Regions from separate parts of the Mus musculus genome. Here all the other regions are linked to region 1. Evidence: chromatin contacts called from public Micro-C, capture Hi-C and promoter capture Hi-C data. All regions are on one chromosome and are shown on one strand. Each heading gives the region's core, a stretch centred on a gene start, on an enhancer-like site or on the middle of the called end of the contact. The rest is flanking DNA. Distances are from core to core; before and after follow the strand shown. Region 1 holds the start of Ckap2l (cytoskeleton associated protein 2-like). Region 2 holds the start of Stk35 (serine/threonine kinase 35). Region 3 holds the start of Fbln7 (fibulin 7). Region 4 holds the start of Pdyn (prodynorphin). Region 5 holds the start of Zc3h8 (zinc finger CCCH type containing 8).

Region 1 (4,719 bases), core at 1,444-3,943:
GGATATGCATATGCTGACAGGAGCCTGATGTAGCTGCCAGAGCCTGACATATACAGAGGTGGATGCTCACAGCCAACCACTGAACTGATCATGGGGTCCTCAATGGAGGAGTTAGAGAAAGGATTGAAGGAGTTGAGGGGGTTTACAACTCCATAGGAAGAACAATAATATCAACCAACCAGAGCTCCCAGGGTCTAAACCACCAACCAGGGAGTCCACATGGAGGGTCCCATGGCTCCAGCCGTATATGTGGCATCAACGGGAGGAGAGGACCTTGGTCCCGTAAAGGCTTGATGTCCCAGTGTAGGGGAATGAGAAGGTGGGGAGCTAGGAGTGGGTGGGTGAGTGGGGGGCACACCCTCATAGAAGCAGGAGAAGGAGAGATGGGATAGGGCATTTCTGGAGGGGGGGGTGAAGAAAGGGGATAACATTTGAAATGTAAATAAATAAAATATCCAATAATAATAATAATAATAAGGATATGTATGCATAGGTTACACGTAAACACTATTGTATTTCATGGAACATCTGGGGATTCTGATACCTACGAGGACGTAATCTGAAGTTGAAGTCTAGCTAGTGAAACAAAAGGAGAGATAGAACAGAGCTCAGTTTAGAAGGATTCCATCTCCATGGACCAGATCCCAAGTCTAACAGAGACTTGGACGAGAGAAGGCGTGAGGGGGCAGGCACGTCTCTAGCTTAGTAAGTCCTGTATCTTTACGCATTAGGAGTGACGGACAGGCCTGGGGAATGTAGGTCAGTGGCAGAGTGCTTGTTGTCTAGCATGTGACAGGCCCTGAGTTCCACTCACAGGACAGGGGAGGGTAGGAAGAGGGGAAGGAAGAAGAGGAGTGAGAAGAAAAGGAGACACAGAGAGGGAGGGAGGAGAGAGACATTATGGGTATGTTGAGAAAACAATTTTGGTTCATTTAATCCAGGAAGTAGAGGTGAGAAAAACCCAAGGTAAAATGACCTGGGCTAGGAAGATCTCCGGCATCCACATTAAATCAGGCACGGTGAGTATCCCTCTAACCCTAGGCACTAGGGGACAGGGATGAGTGGATCATGGGAGAGAGAGTGCTGGCCAGCCTGCTTAACCTAAGCAGTGAGCTTCGGGTTCAGTGAGCAATCCGGTCTTATGGGAATAAGGTGGACAGCGTTAGAGCAAGACACCCAAAATCCCCCTCTGGCATACACACACCAACCGAGCTACTCAAGTGGGAGGCAAATACACCCTGCTAAGCAAGAGAGAGAAATAACAGGGCAAAGATGGTACAGTGCTGAGAAAAGCAAAGGATGTTCTGTCCACCTCAAATACATGCCCAGGGAACACCAAAGGACAAGTTGGGAGGACGCTGGCATGCCACTGTTGTGGACTGACCATAACCAACTCTCCTGTCTTCGTAAGCACACACCATAGAAATGCCCTCCAGTTTCTTGATCAAAATCTGCGCTGCTGGGAACCAACTTTCCCAGGAGAAAGAAGGAACCAGAAGAGCTTCCAGAGATGTGGGTAACAGTGTAGTGTAGAGCCTTCCTTCCTTTGGAGACTGTTAGGAAAAAAAATGCTTAAATTTCTGCCAATAGACAGCACTGCCTAGGGGTTGCTGGTTTTTTGTTTTGTTTTGTTTTTTAAGTCATGCCTGAAATCAAGGACTGAAATGCTCCTTTTGTTATTACAGGATTCACCATGATGCAAGTCAAACAGACTGGAAACAGAAGGGCTGGTCCGTTCATTGCTGTTAGCAACCGGGGCAACAAAGCCAGTGTAACTATGGGAAGGTAAACTCACTTGGCGTTGGGGTCCTTTAGCTTTCCCTTGGCTGCCAGGTACTCCTGGAGCTTCTGCCACCGTTCTTCTGTAAAACATGGACACGAGCAAACACCAAAAACATTACAGAAAACCCTTTATATCTTTAAATATGATACTTCCCTGTAGCTATTTTGGCTTTGATAAAGTCACCAGTCCTGTTATGCTTGCTTTCAATACCAACGGTATCAGCCTGGTGCCAAGCTCTTTACTAAGCTGTTTACACTAACCATCAATCCTATGAGGTATTTGGCTGTTTGAAACTCAGATGAAGTGACAGGCTTAAATTTACCCACTAATGTGCAGCAAAGCCAGGATTTGGAATCAAGACTTTTTTTTTTAACCCTTGAGTTACAAATTGTGTGCCTAGGACGGTGCGCAGAACCGCAGGCCCATAAGTGAGGACAGAGTGTGCATCTCAAAGGTGACACGGGGGAGGGGCATACTGGAGAGGTAGAAAGGGCTCCAGGTCCCTCGGAGGCCAGGGTTCACAGCATCCTTAAGCCTCAGCCCACAGTTTATCAATCAACCTCCAGACAGCGCACATTTTATCAGTGAACCTGCAGAGACTCGGACTGGGGCCGAACCTGCCACCTGACTGCTGTCAAAGTTCTGGCCATAACTAGCAATGCAGGGGTGTCCCCCTGCGGCAACGGAGCGCGCCGCTCCTCGCCGTGGCCCGGGTCCAGCGTCCTTAACCTAACTGAGCTCGGGGGAGACTGAAGCAGGCGGGGGAGGCCTGGCAGCTTCTGGAGGCTGCCGACCACACTTACCCGCGGCTGCGCTGGCAGTGGGGCCGGGCCCCACCATGGCTCTACGGCGACAGTTTCTTCCTTCAAAGGGCGCGCCTTGTTCTAGTACGAGAACCGGGCGCCCGTCTGGACGCTCCTATTGGCTTCCGCGACTTTGAAATTCGCCAATAAAAAGACGGAGAGGGCGGGATAACAGGAAATGGACATTCGGCGATTCCCACTGGGGACCTCCCCTGAGGCTCTGCGATTGGAGAGTTTCTGAGAAGGCCCGCCCTATGGCTAGGTCACTTCCGCAGCGGTGCCTCTGAGGTGGGAGCTGGTGGGTGATGCTGGCTGGCGGAGGAGTGGCTCTAATTGTAGCCAAATTTGGGTTAAGGACGGTTGTGACAGTTGAAGAAACGGGGAGAAACAAGCCGGAGCCTAAGTCTCTGTGCTATCAGTTAGGCTGGCTTTGGCTGCAAATAATAGCATGCCAAACGAAAATGGTCCGTATCAGTTATTGTTCTCATTCTTGTAGCCGAATACCGGACAGAAACAACATAACTCCGTGTAGTCCCTGAGCAGCTCGCGGGAGCTGTCAAAATGGCGCAATCTGTCAAAAGTGTCTCAAGGGAAGGGCATCCTAAGACACAGGAGCTCAGGAGCCACACAGCTCTGAGGTGGGACAGTGTCCCCTTGGAAAGGCACCCTGAGACTCGGAAACCCAGAAACCACAGAGCTCTGAGGGTCAGAAGGTATTCCTGTGGAAGGACACCCTGAGACATCAGAGCCGGGGAACCACACAGCTTTGAGAGGAAGCCTCGTCAGCTGAGGCAGTGCAGTTCCCAGGGGAGGGTATCTCCAGCTCAGCCCAGGAGCTCAGGAGCCTCTGCCCCGCTCCACTTCTTTGTTTCTTCCCTTCCTCTGTCAATTGCTTCTTGGCTTCTTCCAACGCGAAAGTCATATGAGGCAGCAAATCTCGTAAAAGATATTTATTGGAGAAGGATGTTATGGTGGGAAGAGAAAAGGGCAAGGGGTTAGAAGAGTTTTTAAAAGAATAACAAAGATTTCCTAATAGAAAATGTAAAGAACAGAATTATATAAATTTAAGAATGGAAATAAAACATGGAAACATAATAGTTTATTTAAACAGAAAAACATCTACAAGGTAAAGTTAAAATGCTAACAAAGGCCTGCTAGAAAGAAAAAAAAAATCATGAAGGAAAGAGAAGGAAAAGGTTATCACTGGCATACCTAAACATTATCAGGTGAGTGAAGGAGAATAAAAAAAAAATCACAAAAGTTTTTGCTTTTGTTTTTGTTTTTTAATATGATAAAAAGCGCTGAGATGGCTGGGGTAAGGAGCATGCAGTGCTCTGGCAGGCCACCAGAGTTGGTTCCCAGCACCCATATTACATAACACATCTGCCTGTAACTCTAGCTCCATAGGGTCTGACATCCCGACATCCACTTGTGTGACAAGACTTTCCCTGAGGAGATGTAACACATGGCTACTTACTGCAGACAGACAAAAGCTTGGATACCACCAAAGCTCAACACGTCTTATCGGGGCTATGTACAAGAATTTGGGTGAAGGGTTACTGCACATTTCAGGTGTTCAATTATTGTTTCTGTGAATTTCCAACCCCACTTTCTAAAATAGAGTCTATTACTCCTGATTCTGACTTTCTTTTTCATTAGGTCACAGGAAAGCAGCTTCTAACCTGCTGTATTGTCTCTAAAACCACTACTTGGTTTTGGTGGTACATTATATGGTGAGTTTGTATGGACATCTACATCGGCATACACATGTACTGAATATGGATTGTATCCTTTAACTGAGCCTGGAAATATTATAATTTTCAGTGCTATCTATCTGTGAATACTGGCAGCTAGCAAAAAAAAAAAAAAAGAAAGAAAAGCTATGGAACCTGAATTTTTTTTAAATGCATTTTTTGGGGAAAACAACAAAATGTAGCAAAATATAGTAAGATAAAACAGAAATCATCATATATAAGTTGGACAAGCTATGCCAACAGAAAAATGAAAGAGCTCCAAGAGTAGGCAGAAGAATCAGAGACTTACTCATTTCCATTCAGGAGTCCCATCAGAGCATAAACTGAAAGCTAGAGTGTGTGTACAGAAACCTGGGCAGACCTGTGTAGGCCCTGCGGC
Region 2 (4,719 bases), core at 1,073-3,572, 500 kb after region 1:
GGCCACAGGCAGACATATACATTTAACTTTGAAAGAAACTATGTTTTCAAGGATGTCATAAATACTCTTTGTCACTCTCTATGCCAGGAAGATAGAAACTGCTCATAAATGTTAGCTATCAAGCATAAAAGCAAGTGAAGATTACTTTAGTAATTTAAGCAAGTCCAAATTTAAGAATCAAATGTGAAAGTATTTTATTAGCTAATTCAACAGCTGCAGGGGACTCATACCTCTGAGCCTCTGGGGTTCATCACCATCTCTGTAGGATTGTGGGTACCAGGGTAGAGGACAACTTTGTGGAGTTGATTCTCTTTTCACCTTTTTGTCAGCTTGGGGGGTGGGGTGGGGATTGAAATCAAGTCATCAGGTTCACACTGAGCCATTACCCAGGCTGTTTTACATTCTAATAGTCTCTTTAATTGACCAAGGTTATCTCCCTGGCCACTCTTGTACTTGCTGTCTCTTCTCCCTGCAATGCCCCACCACTAGTTGTGGCATGACTGGCTTCTTGCTATTCATTACTCAGATGAGTGTCATTTTCTAAAGAGATTGCTGCCAACTGAATTGTGGTCCTACCTCAGAATCATGTGTTGAACCTATAACCCCCAATAGGTTAGTAACAATATTTGAAGATGAACCCTTTAAAGAAATTTAAGTTGTTTAAATTGTGAGGTTGGGTATGGTGGTGCACACCTTTTGATCCCAGCACTTGGGTGGCAGAGACAGGCAGATCCCTGAGTTTAAGACCAGCCAAAGCTAAGTAGAGAAACCCTGTCTCCAAACAAACAAACAAACAAACCCAACCAACCAACAAAACAAAAACAAAAAACAAAAAACCCAAATCACCACCAATTAAAAAAAAAAAAAAACCCAACAACCCAGCAACAACAAGGAAAAGAAGTAAAGGAGTTTCGGTTAACAACGAGGCTGTTGGAATCCTTATCCAATAAGGCTAGGTGCTGAGGACTCGTATATTGGACTAGAAGAGAAAGGAAAGGACAATCGGTAAACCTTGAGATGGCATAGTAAACAAAAGCATGGCATTGTTCATGGTTCTGCACTGTATTGAGAGTGTGCTAGAGAGTATCTTTGTCCTTGGGAAAAAAACACACACACACACATATATTTGTGTGTGTGTATATATATATGTGTGTGTGTGTGTATATATATATATATGTATACATATATATCTTATAAATATAAAAGGATTTACAACATGTATACATTCATACATACATATTTGTGCACAGAACATGAAAATATAGCAAAACAATGTAATTCTGGCAAAAAAAAAGATGAGACTTTACTATTCTTACACCTTGTGTGTATATGTGACCACTTACATACAGAAAAGCTATAGAAATTCTAGAAACTCTTGTTTATTGTTTTACATTACATTTAATCTGTCTTGTGTGTATTTTAACACTGTTCTAAGTACTTTAACTGTGAGACATCTACGAAGACACAAGGTTGACTGTCTCCTCCAGTGTCAAGAGTCGCAATTAAGGCAAAGACTGTCGTGTCTACTCCTTTTTCCCCAGACTTAAAATAGTGTGTAGCAGAAACTCTAGTTACTGTCCTTCAATATCAGCTAACAAAATACTGGGCACCTTCTAGGCATTGGAGTACAAAGCAGGGTACAAAATACTTTAAAAAACCACGCCTAGGGGCTGGAGATGTAGCTTTGTAAAGTGCCTGTCTAGCATGCACAAAACCCTTGGATTCCTAGCTCTGTACAAACAAATAGGGTGTATAAATTGGGTGTGGTGGTGCCCGCCTTTAATCCCATTACTCGGGAGATGAAGACAAGAGGAAAAGTTCAAGATCATTCTTAACTACACAGCCATTGTGCTCCCTCCCACCACAATGGGCGGCCGGGGTGAAGGGTATCAAAATCCAAGCCCAAAGCAGCTTATATCAGGCACTCAATTAGCCAGCCATCATATTTCACTTGGTCCTTTGCAACCTTGGAAGTGCGGACCACCCGGGTTTGGCAGAGAAGGATACTGAGGATTAAGTGCGGCTGAGATCATTGGGGTCATTAGTGGGCGTGGAGATTAGCGTTCTAACCCTGGTCTCAGCTGTGAATCGATTACACCTAAGCCATTCCCCCAATCAGCATCAAGTGCCGAGTGCGGGCGTAGAGGTACGATGCAGGTCAAGTCCGGAAAGGCGTTTGCGGAGTGCAGGCGCCTCGCGAAGGCCCTCGGTACAAATCGCGGGATTTTGGCGCGCTCTTTTTGTTGGCTGGGTGTTCTCGCCAGTGATTGGTTCCGGGCTGTCGCGGCGGCTGGGTCTACCTCGGCTGCAGAGAGGCGGCGCGGCTCTCCGCTGGCCTCCTGGGGGATGGGCCACCAGGAATCTCCGCTGACCAGAGCGGCGGCGGGAGGTGCAGCTTACATAAAGAGGTTACGTAAAGTGCTCAGCTGGCGTGAACTCGGGGACGGCCACGGGAACCTGGAAGCCGAGGCCTCCCCCGGGAGCGTTGCTGTCATCACAAGAGCAGCGCCGCGACGCGCTACACGCTCAGCCAGGCTCCCCGCCTCGCGCCCTACCCGGCTCTGCAGACAAGCCCGGCTCGGAACGGACCATCCTCCGGCGCGGGCTCCAAGGGGGAACCGGTTCGCCCGGAAGAGGAACAGCGCCGGCCAGGTAAGAGGGAGTGGAGGGAGGAAGGGAGGGCCGAAGCGGGAGCCCCGGCGCCCCACCGTAGTCCCGGGGGCGTCACCGGGGCCTCCGCCTGTCGTCCTCGGAAGCCGATCTTTTAGCCGGTTTCCCTTCGCCCGCTGTCCCCGGGGGTCTGGGTCGTCCCGCCGGGCTCTCCTGGGTTTGATTCACGGGACTGTTTACACCGGGAGAAGCCCGGGTAGGACGTGGGGAGGGGCCGTTGAGAGGGGGCTAAGCCCCAGGAAAGTTTAAGCCGGCCGTCTTCGATGGGGACGATCCCTACGGCTTTATTTATTTTTTCTGCTCCTGACGGATAAGTCGGCGAGAGGGGACGGTTTGCGCTTCGGTTTCCGGTCCTCCCTCGGTACTTCCCGGTGGTTCCGTCTTTCCCGCTTTCCTTTCCCTTCCCCCGTTCAATTCGAGACGGTGGCTCCTTCTTAAAGGGGCCGCGACCGGCGGCGGAGGTGGGACGCCGGACGCTTTAAGTTCCTCATCTACCCTTCTCGGCCCGGTGGGTTTTAACTTCTCCCTCTCGCCCTTAGATCACCATCCAAGGTCCCGCTCCTCCACATCTCGGGGCTAGACGGAGGGATGAGGCAAGGGGGGCCCGGGCGGCGCCGTTGCTGCTCCCCCCGCCCCCCGCAGCCATGGAAACGGGGAAAGAGAACGGAGCCCGCAGAGGGACAAAAAGCCCGGAGCGGAAAAGGCGAAGCCCAGTCCAGCGGGTACTGTGCGAGAAGCTGAGGCCGGCGGCCCAGGCCATGGATCCGGCTGGGGCCGAGGTCCCGGGCGAGGCCTTCCTGGCCCGGCGGCGGCCGGATGGCGGCGGCGGGGATGTTCCTGCACGGCCGCGCTACAGCCTCTTGGCGGAGATCGGGCGCGGCAGCTACGGCGTGGTTTATGAGGCTGTGGCTGGGCGCAGTGGGGCCAGGGTGGCAGTCAAGAAGATCCGCTGCGACGCTCCCGAGAACGTGGAGTTGGCACTAGCAGAATTCTGGGCCCTCACCAGTCTCAAGCGGCGGCACCAGAATATCGTGCAGTTTGAGGAGTGCGTCCTACAGCGCAACGGGTTAGCCCAGCGCATGAGTCACGGCAACAAGAACTCACAGCTTTACCTGCGCCTGGTGGAGACCTCGCTCAAAGGTAGACTACAGCCGGCAGTCCTGCCCTCTCCTGGACCCCCTTGTTCTCAGAACCACTCAGTTCTAATAACTGTCTCTGGCTCGCTAAGGTCCTTGACCCGGCTTTGGGACCTTCTTTCTTGCTAGGAAATCAGTCTGTTCCCCAGCCGTTAGCTGACATTCCCTAACAAGCTCACCAAGTGCTAACCTTGATCTTTTTAAGTACTCACTCAGTAGGTGTGAGCCATAATTACAAGCCTAGCATTTTAAAAGATGGATGAAGAGTAGTCCTGGTGGGATTCAAAGTAGTTGGTAGAACTGCAGAAGCCCCCTCATGCCTCTTTCTCATCAGAACCTAGAGGGGAAAAAAAGTAGCAGACCCACCCATGCCATTCTCCTTTCCTGATTTCTAGTTTCTTCCAATTCTGTTCCCAAACCTTGTCTTCAAGTGTGAGGTTTCCTCCGAGAACCCCAACCCTTCACCCGAGAGCAGACAATCATTCAGTTGGTTCTTGGTTTAGTCCCTGAGGGCACCACAGGTTAATAACTCACGCACCCAGTAATAACCCCCTCAGGTGGGCCAAGAGCTGTCGCATAACAAAACAGGTTGCAGCTTTCCCTGCCCTGTTACAATCTCAGTTGTTTTCATAACCCCTGGGGCTGTCTGAGCAGTGATTGTTGCAGAACCATGGGGCTCCAGGAGGCCAAACACCTTGCCTTCCTGTGTAAACTAGAGAAGAGGCAGTGGGCTGCAAGTGTCTTGAGTTCCTGGGGCAGGGGGTAGGGCGAGGGAAATTGGACAGTCGCAATCCCAGCTATATAATCTGAGCGCTACGATTTGGATAATATCTGTAACAGTAAATTAAGCTTCTGCTCTATAAATAGAGGAACTCAGCCTAGTGGGCACAAACACAGCTCGATTAAGGTTAAT
Region 3 (4,719 bases), core at 1,046-3,545, 430 kb before region 1:
GAACCAGAACCGCTAAGAGTGCTTGGAAGTTGCCATGTAAATACGGGGTAGATTAAAAGTCAAAATAAATAGCCGCTCCGAATAGAATGAAAGCTTTCATTCACAGGAGAGGCAAGCCCAGCCAGGAAACGGGTGGCTCTCTCATAGCCAGCAGACACATTGGAGACTGACACAGAAACCCACCATCTCTAAGGGCTACCCTGGTTTGGCAGCTGTCCTTTCCTCTCTACCTGGACAGTGACATGCAGTGTTCTGACTGGGTCTCTCAGCAAGACTTTCAAAGCACAAGGACATGGACTTTGCTCGATGCAATGGATGGGAGGAAACAGCTCCGTGGTATTTGTTGGATAGCCAATCCTTGGGTGGCCGGTAGGTCCCATGCCCAGTGCCCAGTGCTCCATGCTTTCCAGGGAACTGGCTATGGTCATATTTTAAACTCCTTCCTCAGTATGGTAGTGTGATGAGATGTCACCTTAGGATATTTCTGAATTAGATAACTATAGTGTCCTTACAAAAGAGACCTCATGCTGCTGCTGGTGGCACATGTCTTTAATCCTATCACTTGGGAGGCAGAAGCAGGAGGATCTCTGAATTCAAGGGCAGCCGGTCTACAGACCAAGTTCCAGTACAGCCAGAGCTACATAAAGAAACCCTGTCTCCCCCACCACCACCACCACCACCACCCCACGCCGGAATCCTTATCGATCTCCTGTCTGTTCCCACAAGTGAGGATGAAGTAAACTTTACGGACATCAGTTCTGCCTGTGGATGCCTTGATCTTGAACCTAGCTTGCAGAGCCTCGCGGCACACATTGTATTGTTTGTACACTGCCTAGTCTGGAGTACTTTGTTATAGCATCTCTAACAGGCCAAGAGAGGACTCTCGGCTTGCCTTCTGCTTTCCATCTAAAGCAGCTCAGAACCATTCCATACAGAAGAGTGAGCTTCACAAAATGTCCTTGCAGGGAGAACTAAATTACGTTTTCCAGGAGTAGAGAGGTCCGAGACATCTGGTTCACTCATAGCCTGAGTACAGGAACCTCAATTCCATGCCTGTCACAGGGCTGTTACCTAACTAGACCCCAGGCGTGTTCTGTAGCTGGGCCTTTACTTTAAACCCTTGGGAAACAGACGGAAAACTAGAAGGAAGGCTGTAGACTCTTCGTCACGGAGCATGTGCCCTACTTAGTCACTGAGCATGCGCCCTCCTAACCTAGTCACTGAGCATGCGCCCTCTTAACTTAGTCACTGAGCACGCGCCTTCCAAAAGCCCTAGGGAGAATTGATTTAAAAACTGGCAGAGTTGTCCAAAGGGTGACTTAGTCTAACTCAGAGCCCTTTAAACTTCTTGCTCTCAGTCTCTTTTCACTGAGAAATATTTCTGCAACCTTAGGAATTCAGGCACATGAAGAAGTGTACAGATCAAACACGTACTGGTAATAAATCATAAATTTATTTTAAAGTAATTATTTGCTATAAATATAATTTTATCCTTTATTAAAATTAAAGGAAATTTGATATGCTTTATTAATTTTTACATGAAGAATTAAATCTTGGCTGAATATTTGATATTGAAGAATAAGAAGCAGTTTTGACTTTTTTCCCCCCCTAAATTGATTGTTTGGTTATAAAATTGTCACACGGAGCACACCACCTCATATAAGTAAGTAGTACAAAGTAGCAAAAAACTTAGCGTGTACAGTAAAACCACTTCATTTCGTAACATAAGTTAGTCTGAGATCTGAGCCAAGTGTCCTAGGTGTGTGTGTGTGTGTGTGTGTGTGTGTGTGTGCGTGTGTGATCATTCCCGTGGTGCCCCTGGACATCTGACCAGTAGCAGTTATGGAGACCAAGGATACCTTGGATTCATTATATTTGATTTTGAATTAATTTTTGGTTTCGTGCCTCACCATTTGCTAAAATCAGTAACTCAGCTCCCATTTTTTTCGGCCCACGGTTTAAGAAGAGACGGTCTAACCTGGTCCAATTTATGAAGGCCATCTTTCTGCCATACTAACCCTGTTCTCTGTTGTCCTAGAGGAAGATGTCCTTATGTGGGCTTTGAAGTGGGACAGTCCTAAATTTGGCTCATCAATCAGCCGCGTGTAGTTGGCAGGGGCCTAGGTCTCTCCCGGCGGGCAGTGGGGACTGCGGACAGTGGGGCAGCCCAGGGTGGACACTGGCCACCCTTGGTCGCGAGGCGTCGCACCCGTTCTTTTCCCAGAGCAGAGGATTGGGCGAGCTCCCAGGCGCATTCCAGGCTCCACAGCTCCTCCTCTCTCGCCTCCGCCACAGGGCTGGCGCCTCCCCGCGTCGTCGGGACAGTCCCGTGCAGGCGGCTGCGGACTAGTGGCCTTGGAAGCTGCAAGGGACCCGCGCACTGCGGCCAGAGAACAGCGACCTGCCTTCCCCAGCAGCAAGGCTGTGAGTGGCAAGATGGGACCGGGCTCACAGCGCGCGCTTTTCCTCCTCTTGCTGCTCCTCGCCAGCCCCGGAGCGCGGGCTTTCCAGGTCAGTGTCCCCCGCAGTGCGTCTTGGAGTCCCGCTTCCCAAGGAGGTAGCGCCGAGGCCAGGGCATGCCATGCTCCACTCCTGTGCTGGAGTTGGGACTTGGAGCGGAGTCTAGGGCTGGGGTTTGGTTGATGGAGAGAGGAGCGGGGTCCTCCATCTGTCATTGCAGGCGACCTGGGCTGCTGCAGCCCAACGGGAGAAGGTGGCTCCGCGTGGGAATCGCCAGCCCGGGAAAGTTACCCAAGGATTTCTGAGACACTGGTCTTTTGTGGGTCTTGGTGAGAACACCTGGCCGCCCAATTCTGTTAGAGAATGTTCGTGCTCTCCAAACCCAACATTTACGTTTCTAACTGAAATATTCTTGCTGCCACCACACCCTAACCACTCTCAGAAATTCTTACCAGTGGCCTGATGGATCCTCAGGTGGTCCTATCCTGAGCACCCGAAGCCTCAGAGTTGCAATTATATTTTCTTACACACCCATATGAACAGCAGGGTCTTTTCTTTTCTTTTCTTTCCCTTTCCCTTTCTCTCTTTCTCTCCTTCTCTCCTTCTCTCCTTCTTTCTCTCTCTCTCTCTCTCTCTCTCTCTCTCTCTCTCTCTCTCTCCCTCGCTCCCCCTCCCTCCCTCCCTTCCTTCCTTCTTTCCTTCCTTTCTTTCTTTCTCTTTTTTTTTTGACATTTACGTCTCCAAATCCCACTGGATTTATTTGCTTGGCTAGATTTTATAACAATAACAACAACAACAACAATAAGTATTATTATTATTATTTTATTAACCATTGGAAACTGACTTTTAAAATTGAGACTGTAAATAAAAATGTATTTGAGAGACTTTGTATTGTCAGGTTCAGGTCAGCTTCCATCAAACGCGTGTCAGCAGACAGAGGTCCCTCAACGAGAGTCCTGAAGCAGCTTCTTCAACCATGCCAACAGCAGCATAAACAGCTGCAGGATGTGCAGGGAGGCTGGGTGCCTGCTGAGTGTCCAGATCCTTCTTTAAGACCACCCAGTCAGGAAGAAGTGGTATAAATTCCCTCTCTGACTGGACTCTGACCTGATCTTTGTCCATGCTCCATGTTCTGGGGCTAAATTGCTGTGCACTGGCAAGTTTCCCCGGGGATACTGAGAAGTCCCCTGGGGTGCAGCAAGGCTTTCCGAGCCTGGAGAATTTGGTTTAGATCAGACCTGCTCCTGTTAGTGCGGAAGGTAATGAGTGGGAGTCACAGGAAGTTGCTCAACAGCCAAATGGCCAGGACCCAGCCTGGGGCTACTGTGAGCCCACCCACCAGAGCAATGGGATCTCCCTAGTTTTGCAGATTACAAAGCCAAACCAAACCTTCACCCCATGCCCAGTGCCAGAAGCACAGAAGATACATCTCCACTGGGCTCCCCCATCCCAGGCTGCAAAGGGGCAGGGCATGAGAAGAGTAGACGTTCCGGAGACCAATCATCTCGTGATAGTGGGTGGGCATCTGTCCCACGGGGCGAGGTGGGAAATAGTGAGATTAGGGCAACTGGTAATCTGGTGCAGAGGCAGCACTGAGCTTGCCTCACTTTGAACATGCTCTTGCGACACTAAGATCCAATCCCTGCCGTGCCCTGGCCAGGCTTTCTCAGCCCCTCGACGCCAAGCATAGCCTTCTTTATCTGCAAAACATTTGTAGGTGAAACCAGAGGAGGCTAAAGGACCAGACACCCATGTTTGCTCTAGTTAAACTGACCTTCAGCGAATGGTTGGGGCTCCCCCATCCTTCCAGCTCCAGGCTGGGAAGCAGAGGAACGAAGCACATTGGAAGCCTGTGTTACCTTCTTCCTTGTCATCCTTCAGAGCTCTGCTCTGAGAATAACATCTTCCCAGAACCGTGCTGACCTCCTGCTCACATAGCTTTTCACTCTGCCTCTGTTTTCCTGCTATGGACCCCTGAAGGGCAGATCAGCACTGGCCAGTGTCAGACAGTCTCTAGGCAGATCTTGGCTATGCATGACAACCCAAGGAACTTCTAGAAATTCTGATGCCAGTTTTACCTCCAATGACTCTGGTTCGGTTAGTCCAGGCTGCACCTCAGGTAGGGCTAATCTCTCTAGAAAAGACACCTGAGACCCAGAGCAATCCCAACTCTCAGAGTCACAAAGTGGAGTCAGTTACAGCCCAAGAAAAGTTTGGGGTCAGAGGAATTCTCAGTGGACACAGTATGGAACTCACAAG
Region 4 (4,719 bases), core at 1,648-4,147, 400 kb after region 1:
GACAAGGGGCAAGGTGGGGGCAGAGTCAGTGTGGATGCTGGGCAAGTGGGTGAATGGAAAAGAGAAGGGAGGGGCAAAGAAGACAATGCCAATGTGGTGTCCTGCTCCCTCCCCGCACTGCCCCTTGAGCTACATAATAACTGCTCGGTAAACCTTTATCAAGTTAAATAGAATAAGACTGGGGGCAAAGGCAGTTGAAGCCGCTGCAGACACCTTACTCTCCGGCAAGTGTGTCTGCAGCTAGTGGCTAAGCATCCTGGTCAGTGGGCATCTGGGGGTAGGGTGAGGGGGAAACTCCTGAGCAGGTCACCGGCCTCATAGATATGACCACTGAGCCCCTGTGGGAGTATGGAGTGGGATCCGGGCTGAGCTGCAAAGGACTCAGTTGATGTTACAATCTCCCCTAGTGTGGTCTGCTGTGTGTTGTCTTAGCACCTTGTCAGACCTCATAAGATCTGCCAATCACTTATCAGCCAAGAGGAGCAAACTGCTGAAGAGAGATTGTCTGCTGACCACACCTTCTCAGAGATGCTCTGAAACCAAACCAGCAACTGCAGACCCCTCGGAGAATGAGGGAGAGATCTGATAAATGGAAACGTTGTGCCAGGATAACTGGAGGTGGGGTGGGATGTCAGGGAGGGACGTCATTGCTCAGGGGTGGGTGGGGGTGGGGAGCGGCAGATGAAGCAATGGCGTCATCTGTAGGAGTGGGGAGAGGAACACTGGTCCCAGAAATATTTGACTTTTGTCAGGTTTCCCCGGAAGAGCGCGCAGCAGGATGGAATGGGATGACTGACGATGCCTTATAAGAGAGGGGAGGGCTTCATTTTGAAGCCAACCATTTTGAGTCATCAGAGAGGTAGCCATAATAGCATTTACTGAGTGCCTACCAAATGCCAGGCGCATACAGCCTCCCATAGGAGTCTTGTAGTGACATAGGGAAAGGACATTATTATTATCTTCATTATATTGGTGAGGAGATTACGGCTGAAAAAGGAAAAGCAGTCGTTACAAAGTTACACGCAGCAAATAATGGAAGACCATTGGGTTTGAACTCAGCACAGGCTCAGGAGGGGTCACACACACTTAGGCAATACATGGAAAATTCTTGAGGTAAAGCTCCGGAAGTCCTGAGAGTTATCACACCCTTCCACGTGTCTTCTCAAACAGCCCTGACCCAACCGCTTGAGTAGCCTACGGTGTCAAAACAGTGGATCCTACCACACAGCATCCGTGGACCCATTGTGACACCGCACTCCCATCTGCCAGCTACTCCTGGAGACAAGAGGAGTCACCTGCCACCCATCACACTTAGCACAATGAGGACAAAGCAGTGGGCTCAGGATTATGCCAATACACACGCACACACATGCACACACAACACACATAACTCACCCTGCTGGGGCTGCTTCAAGAGCTCCCCCACGCAGATCTCAAAGCCTGGGGATGAATGACCTGTAAAAACAGAACAAAAGATAAAGTGGGGTGGTATGGGAGCACTGGTGAGGTGAGCAGAGGAGGAGGGTGAGCAGAGCGTAGGCATGAAACCCCCATGACTAGGAACAGAAAAGGACTGACATTCTGAGAGGTTTTGCAACAGATCTTGACAGCAACGCCTGTCAGGTTAGAAAGATATCAGTGTGTATTTCACCAACCCTTGGCAGAAGGGTGATAATGAAGGTTTGCTCTCTGTGGGAGGGTACTCGAAACCAGATCCAATAACCTAAAGAGCTCGGAGGCTTTATTAAGGGATACTTGTAAATCTTGAGAGGTTCTCAGAAAACACACACACACACAGGGAAAAGTGACAAGACACAGAATTTACTGTTCAATCATGGAGGTGACTACAGTCGCCGTCTCTGAAGCTCGCCAGCTTTTTGCTGATGTCAAACTTTGGGGTTCTACAGCACTTTCTTTAAACATGAGCATTGCTATCAGAGAGCGGGTGACTTTCCTCAAAAGAGCCTCCACCAGCCTAACTTAGCTGCCTCCAGCGGTAGCGTGACTGTGATTTACAGGAAAGCAACAAGTCCTTTCACAGTGAAATTGACATGGGAAGTCCCCCTCAGACTGGGTATCCAGCCGAGCTCTTGCTTTCCTTTCTAGTTCCCTTTCAACCAAACAACCCCAGACTTCATTCTGAGTGAAATCAAAGGAAGCCACTCAAATCAGCACCTTGTCAGAGATTAAACGTGATTCAAAAAGAGTGAAAAAGGACGGCACTTATTTATGCATTGATGGTGCAGATCGGTACTTGGCAAATGCCGAGTCCTGAACCTCATTAACGTTCCCAACCTGTGTAAGCTAAGTCCAGTGAGAACGTTGACCTTTAAGATCATGCTAATTAGTGAAACCTCTCAGTTTTCCACTCAGGCTACCACCTTCTCCTCAGATCCTGAAAACTAGTGTGGGGACTGCTGTGTGGCAGAGGCGAAGCCCCGCTAGCACCTGTGGGCGCCAGGACTGTTCAGGGCATGGTTTCCAGAGGACAGGCAGCTCTTTGGACTCTCTGAGCTTCTGTAAGCTCACCTTGAAACTATGATTTCCCTGTGCTGAGTAACCAGACCCAAACCTAACTTCCCCCGTCCAAGCTCCCACCGGCGCCCCTGCATAGCACCAGGAGCACATGCATAAAGCCAGAGAGCCTGAGCGCCCTGCGGATCTTACCTGCTTACTGCTTTGTCCCTGGCAGGCTTCTGGCTGATCAGGTGGTAGGGTGGCCGATCCAAGATTCAGAAGGTACCCTGACTCTAGCTCAGAGAAGTGCCACAGAGGAAGCGACGAGGGCTACCAAATCCCCCTATGGCAGTTCTGGAGCCTTATTCCCCTTTTATAGATGAGAGTCTCCCCCTGTCGCTCAGCCCTCTCAGCGCTCGCTCACAGAGCACAGGCTGCCAGGAGCCAATGGGGGAGTGGCAGAGCAGTCAACGCTCAGACCCCCGGGTCCTTCCACTCAACTCCCTGGGCCCGAGTGAGACACAATAGCTGCTCCTGGTGATGTGGGTGTGGAGGAGGATGCTTTCGCGAAGCCCGGGGGTGGATTCTGGTGTAGCGCTGTTTGTCACTTTCAATGCGGCCACTTTTCAGCATCTCCAGGAGAGTGTCACAGGAAAACAGAGACAAAGGTGGGGGAAAGGCAGAGATAGGAGGAGACAGAGAGAGGCGCAGAGAGTCCAATAGAAAGGCAAAAAAAAGTTGAGAATCAGAGAATGGAAACAGAGAGAGGCATGTCTGAAGCACAAGGAAGCCTAGGCAAAGTAAGAGGAAAAGAGAAAGAGCCACAGCCACAGAGGCTATCAAAGATCAGGAGAAAAAGAGGAACAGGGGGTCGGAGGAGGAGGAATGCAAGAAACAAAGGCTGTCTCAAAATATAGGGAACCAAAGGATATGCTGAAGTGTTCAAAGCAGAGGTCTTGGTTATAGAAGAGGAACATTCAGCTCCATGTTGGCAGGGACACACACACACACACACACACACACACACACACACACACACACTAGCATGCATATGAGTGTACATTTGCCTGAGAGTGCCAGGTGACTTGGGCACCTGTCTGAGTTGATGCCAGACACTGCCTTTCCTCAACCAGAGGCTGCCGTTCAATATTCAGTTTTCTCTGGCAGCCCCTGGTTCTCACAAACAAGGATGGCTGCAAACACCTCCCAGAATACCCATGTCTCTGAGTTTGGAAGGAAACATGCTTGTCTCTGTAGTCAGCTGCAGAGATGTTCACCTTGTGGGGGGGGGGGGATAGCAGAGGCTGGCTGGGCAGTCCGTGTCATGAACACCTGGGTTGCACCAGGCAGTGAGCAAAGACATCAACTTTAATCCTCACATTCTGGCCAGGCGCAGAGGCAGAGGCTGGAGAGCTTAGAAACTGGACACAGAACACAGCAAGTCATCACCCAGACCTAGATGGATCTGGTCCTTCCCATCATCTACTGGACAAACGCCCACTCTGAGGACTTGGTTCTACAGTGTCTGTGACTTGATCTGTTTACCTGAACAAGGTCGATGACAGCTACAGCTAGTAGTAACATTGGATGTGTCAGCTTGGTCTCTGCCTCTGCCACCCATCTGTGCAGAGCCCTAAGTCAAGTGAGTGGGTTCAGCCTCAATCTGCTTATCTGTAGAATGGGGGAAAGAACCCCACTGGGATCTTGGCATAGTGAAAGGAGGAAATGCCAAAAGCAATTGCCATAGCTGGCATGTGGCCAGGACTTCCCTACAGCTGTCCTCCAGGTAATGGTGATTACGTCATCAGGCTCTGATGTACCAGCCACACTTTGTACTTCTCTGGGGCATCATCCTCTTCCTGCCGCTGGATCATTGCGTGCTCTCATACAACTAGGGTGACAGACAGGGCTATTTGGTGAGTACCTGGTTCATCACAGACGTTGTCACTTGTTTCACCATATCCTCCCCTTAGACAAGCAATGCTGTGGAGAGTTTGTCAGCCTGCAGCTTTGCATGATTAAGCTGTGGAGTGTGGTGTAGTACCAGCCAAGCAGGGAGAGTGGAACTTTCCATGTCCCTCTGGCCTTGACTCCAGGCCCCCGGCCCTCTCTCATCTCTACCCTAAGCTTTCCTTCTGCAGGATTCCCAGCCCAAGGTGAATGCTTGCTGGTGTTGTACGGCATTTGGTGGCTGTGTCTCAGGCTGTCTGCCTACTTGCTGAGTCGGAGCTCCTGAGCATCTCCCTAGTCACTGTTACCCAG
Region 5 (4,719 bases), core at 1,656-4,155, 350 kb before region 1:
GCAAAAAAAAAAAAAAAAAAAAAAAAGAGGGTCTTGAAATGCAGACCACATTGGTCTCAAACTCAGAGATGTACCAGCTCTGCCTCCTCAGTACTGAGATTAAAGTCAACCACTATGCCCTGTTGCTACTTCTTAATCTCCTCGGCTGGCTCTTCACTTTGCAACTCTCAACAGAGCCAGTCCTCGCCTTTCCTTTTTCTAAGCTTTCATCCTCTGTGATATCCTTCAATCCTCCAGCTTCTAATATCATCTTATACAGCTAATTCCAATATCCTTGTCTCCAAATCCAAGCCCTTAACAACCAAACAGCCAACTTCCCATTCAACTGATTTACCTGGATACCCACCATGAAAACCACCTTTCAGTAAGACTCTTCCTTAACTATCTTCTTTACCACACAATCCTTATTATTCCACAAATACCTCCTAACTCCTCACCCACGTTTTCATTTCCTCCATGGCTTTCATTATCATCTAAACTTCGTATCTGTGGTCCACCTCAATAATACACAATTCATGACCACCTGCATTTCTCTGTATTTTATTCATTTACTTTTCTATCACCATGGCCCTGAATGACGTGTCTTCTGCCAGTAGAGGTTGTTTTAAATAAATGAATATTCCTATCAGGAACAAAGTCACCCCTGCTTCAAGCTGGAGACATGGCTTAGTAGTTAAGGGCACTGGCTGCTCTTCCAGAGGACCTAGCTTGATTTCCATCACCTATTTGGTGACTAACAACCACAGGTAAGATTACTTTCCTCTTCTGGCCTCCAAGGACAATGGACACACCTGGTGCAGACAAAACATTCATACATATAAAATAAATTAAACAACAACAACAAAAAAAAACCAAAACATGTTTTAGTGCACTGAAAAAAAGTTTACAGGCAAAATCAAAAGACAAACTAAGAGAAAAATACAGAAATCTAAAACCTTGAAAAAGACCTAAAGGCAAAGTGAAAAGCAGGCATACAAACACACACCTTACTTTCAGACCCGTTTTCACCTATCTTTTGGCCAATCCAAGTATCCCTTACATATTTCAGCCAAACTTTAGTAAGTGGGTATATTGTTTTATACATGTTTGAAGTGTTAACTATTTTTTTAACCTTACTCAGTTCTCATACATGTTAAAAATTATAATTCATTTCTCTTGTTGTTCTTACATGTTATCACCTGCAAGTAATGTGTCCATTTCTTCACAGTATCAACAGGACTTAATTTCCATGAATGATTCTGCTTTAGAAGCTGGGTGATGAACTCATATGTAATGAAGTAACTTGAGCACCTTAATCCTCTATGCCTCAATTTTCTCATCTGTAATGTGAGACCATCACTTTCTTCTTAAGGTTGATGTGAAACTTTTAGTTTCACATTAGGGTTGGCGAGATGGCTCAGCAGGTAAGAGCGCTGACTGCTCTTCCAAAGGTCCTGAGTTCAAATCCCAGCAACCACATAGTGGCTCATAACCACCCGTAAAGAGATCTGACGCCCTCTTCTGGTACGTCTAAAGTCAGCTACAGTGTACTTATGTATAATAATAAATAAATCTTTGGACCGGAGCAAGCAGGGACTGATGGAGCAGGGCCAACTGGATTGAGAGGGGTTGACCAGAGCGAGCAGAGGTCCTTAAAAAAAATTCAATTCCCAACAACCACATGAAGGCTCTCAACCATCTGTACAGCTATAGTGTACTCACATACATAAAACAAATAAATCTTTTTTAAAAAAAGTTTCACATTAATTACACAGCAAAGCTATGGTAGCCCAATTAGGCTAACAGTTTCCACTAAGGTATTTGAGACTGAGCAGTGAACATATACATATATCCTTTCCCCTTGAAACAGTGTTTCCCCTATGTAGCTGAGGTTGGCTTGGAACCTGCTATTTAGACCAGGCTGGTCCCAGTCTCCCAAGATCTGCCTGCCTTTCAAATGCTGAGATTAATAGGCCCAGCCCAACACTGTAATGTTATCTTAATGAGGGTGGAAAAAAACTCGTGAAGGATGTGTCAAGGGTTCCACTGAGGAAAGAGAGAACATAGAAGACAAGGATTTAGGAGAGATGGAGTTTGAGGGCATTATCAACTCAAAAAACTAAAAAGTGGGCCGGGCAGTGGTGGCACATGTCTTTAATCCCATACTTGGGAGGCAGGGTCAGTCGGGTTTCTGAGTGAGTTCCAGGACAGCCAGGACTACACAGAGAAACCCTGTCTCGAAAAATTAAAACCAAAAAAAAAAAACCAAAAAAAAAAACCAAAAACCAAAAAAACCTAAAAAGTGAGTGGGTATCTGCACAGAAATCCCGCACTCTGACTAAGTACGAGATTAACAACACGCTTTTCCAAATTAACAGAAAAACTAAGCCGAAATGATGCTTGCTGCTTTATTCTGGGAGTTCTGGTTCAGGATCACTGGCAGAGCAGTCTATGTATCCTTCAACTCTCGAGGTGCCGGCAAAGCCACCTCGGAGGTGACTGACAGCAAACACGTTAAGCGCACGTGCAAGGGGAGCAGCCGGCCCCTGGGGGCAGATTCAGAGGCTGGGGCCTCCTCCCGCCGCCCGGCCACTGCCCTCGCCCGCAGTCCCTACTCTGACTTCCACCCCACTTCCCCTTCCGACCTCCCCGCTCCGGTCCCGGCCCACGCGCCAGCCAGGGCTCGCCGGTTTCCAGGAGCGAGGGGGCGGAGCCCAAGCGGTGCCCTGCAAAGGACCAGAACGTGGGGATCACCTTTCCTCAGGGTCGGCGGCCGGTTTTTTGCCGAGGGCCGGATTGGGGGGCTTTGAAAAGAGATTTTCAAAATCCATAACTCAGACAGGGACCGTTCCTCTCCACGCCGAGCAGGTACTGAACAACCAGCGAAGCGGAGGCTACAGTCGCGCCAAGGGCCACACGCTCCGCCCAGCGCACGCGCACGCGCTCGCGCTCATGTTGCTTGGGCGCGACTCCGCGCGACCTGGCCAGCCCTACCACGCATGCGCAGTTCTCACCGTTGGTGGGGAGGCTTTCGGTGCCTGAGCTGCGCACGCGCAACTCTCTGTACTTATGTCCGATTCGTTCCTTAGTGCAGCACTACAATGTCGTTAAAAAATTAAAATAATCTTTAGGATTCTTCTTTAGAAAGCTGTGCTATTTTTATATGTACGAGAGAGAGACAGAGAGAATGAGTGCAGATGCCCGCGGAGGCCAGTTATTGTAACCCACCTGACATGAGTGTTGGGAACAGAACGCAAGACCTTTATGTTTTAACTATTGAGCCATATATCTCTTCCAGCCCCTTTAAAATTGACAGGTGACCAAGCAAAATTAATTGCACAAAAAGGAACCTAGACGATCTCTTCTGAGTAAACACATAAATATATTTAAAGCAGGCAAATTCAATAGAAAGTACTAAGTATTAAGACTATTTGGGGGTGGGGGGGTGGGGGGGTGCAGTCTTAGAGACCTGCAGATGAAGATGCAAAACTCTCAGTTCCTGCTGCACCATGCCTACCTGGATGATGCCATGCTCATTCCTTCATGATAATGGACTGAACCTTTGAATCTGTAAGCCGGCCCCAATGAAATGTTGTCCTTATAAGAGTTGCCTTGGTCATGATGTCTGTTCACAGCAGTAAAACCCTAAATAAAATGGAAGCTGGTAGCCGGGCGTGGTGGCGCACGCCTTTAATCCCAGCACTTGGGAGGCAGAGGCAGGTGGATTTCTGAGTTCCAGGCCAGCCTGGTCTACAAAGTGAGTTCCAGGACAGCCAGAGCTATACAGAGAAACCCTGTCTCGAAAAACCAAGAAAAAAAAAAATGGAAGCTGGTACCAGGGATAGGTCTGACCATGCTTTTGTTTGGAAGAATGTTGATTTCAGGACTTTGGATTTGGAAAGCGGTGGAATGTTTTAAATGGGGCTTAATGGACCATCCTAGTAGGAATATGGAAGACTTGCTGAGAATAACTGTGCAGACCAGGCCCAAGAGGTTTCAGAGAAGAATTTTCAGTTTGTGGCATAGAGACTGTTTTTGTGGTATTTTGGTGAAGAATGTGGCTGCTTTTTGCCCTTGTCTGAGAGTCTATGTGGGGCTAAGGTAAATATATATATTAATTGCATTGACAAAGGAAGTCTCAAAAAAGCCCAACATAGACTTTGTTCTCTGGTTAAATCTCATGAAGAGGTTTTTTTTTTTTTTTGAATAAGTGTAGCAGGCTTTGAAAGGAAAAATACAAAATATGTGGTTGACATTAAAGGGGCACCAGGAAGTGAAATGGAACTGAATCTTATGTTCAAGGAGGTTAAATTGAATTAAGGAAGTGTTGACCTTAGGCCAAGATCCACACAGCAAAGTACAGGTCTTTAATTCCAGGAGGCAAAGACAAGCAGATCTCTGACTTTATGTCCAGCCTTGAACAGAGCAGGTTCTAGGTGAAGAAAAGTTTTAAGTCCAGGCATGGTGATACATATCTTCAATCCCAGCATTAAAGGAGACAGAACCATACAGATCTCTGAGTTCAAGATCAGTCTACAGAGCAAGATCCAGGACAGCCAAGCTTAGGCAGTGAAGGAGTTGGAAAACAGAAAGCTGGTGATAATGTCATAGAACAAGAGGGTCATGTTTCAGCTCCTGCAAGCAGCATAACTCTGCAGTTTCAGCCATGTGGCTCTGGCTTTAGAGTCCAGAATAGAAGGGATTACTGGGACAATTGATGCTAGTTAGCTGGAACTAAAA

The links. Promoter capture Hi-C pulls out the DNA fragments that hold promoters and counts their contacts. Hi-C and Micro-C count contacts between places; a contact is called where the count stands out from the background. Capture Hi-C pulls out chosen DNA fragments and counts their contacts.
Region 2: a Micro-C map of muscle stem cells shows a contact between it and region 1, with 11 times the contacts expected there. The contact joins the promoter of Stk35 here to the promoter of Ckap2l in region 1. A contact is called at or near these places in 1 of 39 promoter capture datasets (cranial neural crest), 3 of 484 Hi-C or Micro-C datasets (embryonic stem cells and muscle stem cells), 6 of 115 datasets of contacts at active chromatin or transcription factors (astrocytes, bone marrow-derived macrophages, embryonic stem cells and 2 more) and 1 of 9 other capture datasets (liver).
Region 3: a promoter capture Hi-C map of hippocampal neurons shows a contact between it and region 1, with 2.6 times the contacts expected there. The contact joins the promoter of Fbln7 here to the promoter of Ckap2l in region 1. A contact is called at or near these places in 5 of 39 promoter capture datasets (hippocampal neurons, liver, maxillary cranial neural crest and 2 more), 1 of 115 datasets of contacts at active chromatin or transcription factors (embryonic stem cells) and 1 of 9 other capture datasets (macrophages).
Region 4: a capture Hi-C map of macrophages shows a contact between it and region 1, with 3 times the contacts expected there. The contact joins the promoter of Pdyn here to the promoter of Ckap2l in region 1. A contact is called at or near these places in 1 of 39 promoter capture datasets (embryonic stem cells) and 1 of 9 other capture datasets (macrophages).
Region 5: a contact with region 1 is called in a promoter capture Hi-C map of erythroid cells, with 7 times the contacts expected there. The contact joins the promoter of Zc3h8 here to the promoter of Ckap2l in region 1. A contact is called at or near these places in 14 of 39 promoter capture datasets (3T3-L1-derived adipocytes, the C10 cell line, cranial neural crest and 10 more), 2 of 484 Hi-C or Micro-C datasets (CD4 T cells and muscle stem cells), 5 of 115 datasets of contacts at active chromatin or transcription factors (astrocytes, effector CD8 T cells, embryonic midbrain and 2 more) and 3 of 9 other capture datasets (adipose tissue, liver and pancreatic islet).

The regions. Positions count from the first base shown.
Region 1 is chr2:129,294,519-129,299,237 of GRCm38.p6, forward strand. Ckap2l (cytoskeleton associated protein 2-like) reads right to left here and starts at 2,694. Exons shown (of 9, transcript NM_181589.3): 1 at 2,587-2,694; 2 at 1,796-1,862. The coding sequence starts at 2,623. It overlaps Gm14023 (predicted gene 14023), which reads left to right and starts at 2,852. Exons shown (of 5, transcript NR_040371.1): 1 at 2,852-2,884; 2 at 4,246-4,319.
Region 2 is chr2:129,798,195-129,802,913 of GRCm38.p6, forward strand. It overlaps Stk35 (serine/threonine kinase 35), which reads left to right and starts at 2,323. Exons shown (of 4, transcript NM_183262.3): 1 at 2,323-2,652; 2 at 3,210-3,810. The coding sequence starts at 2,347. Stk35os1 (serine/threonine kinase 35, opposite strand 1) reads right to left here and starts at 3,265. Exons shown (of 1, transcript NR_029452.1): 1 at 175-3,265.
Region 3 is chr2:128,861,637-128,866,355 of GRCm38.p6, forward strand. It overlaps Fbln7 (fibulin 7), which reads left to right and starts at 2,296. Exons shown (of 8, transcript NM_024237.4): 1 at 2,296-2,511. The coding sequence starts at 2,437.
Region 4 is chr2:129,697,041-129,701,759 of GRCm38.p6, forward strand. Pdyn (prodynorphin) reads right to left here and starts at 2,898. Exons shown (of 4, transcript NM_018863.4): 1 at 2,668-2,898; 2 at 1,396-1,455.
Region 5 is chr2:128,941,115-128,945,833 of GRCm38.p6, forward strand. Zc3h8 (zinc finger CCCH type containing 8) reads right to left here and starts at 2,906. Exons shown (of 9, transcript NM_020594.2): 1 at 2,734-2,906. The coding sequence starts at 2,810.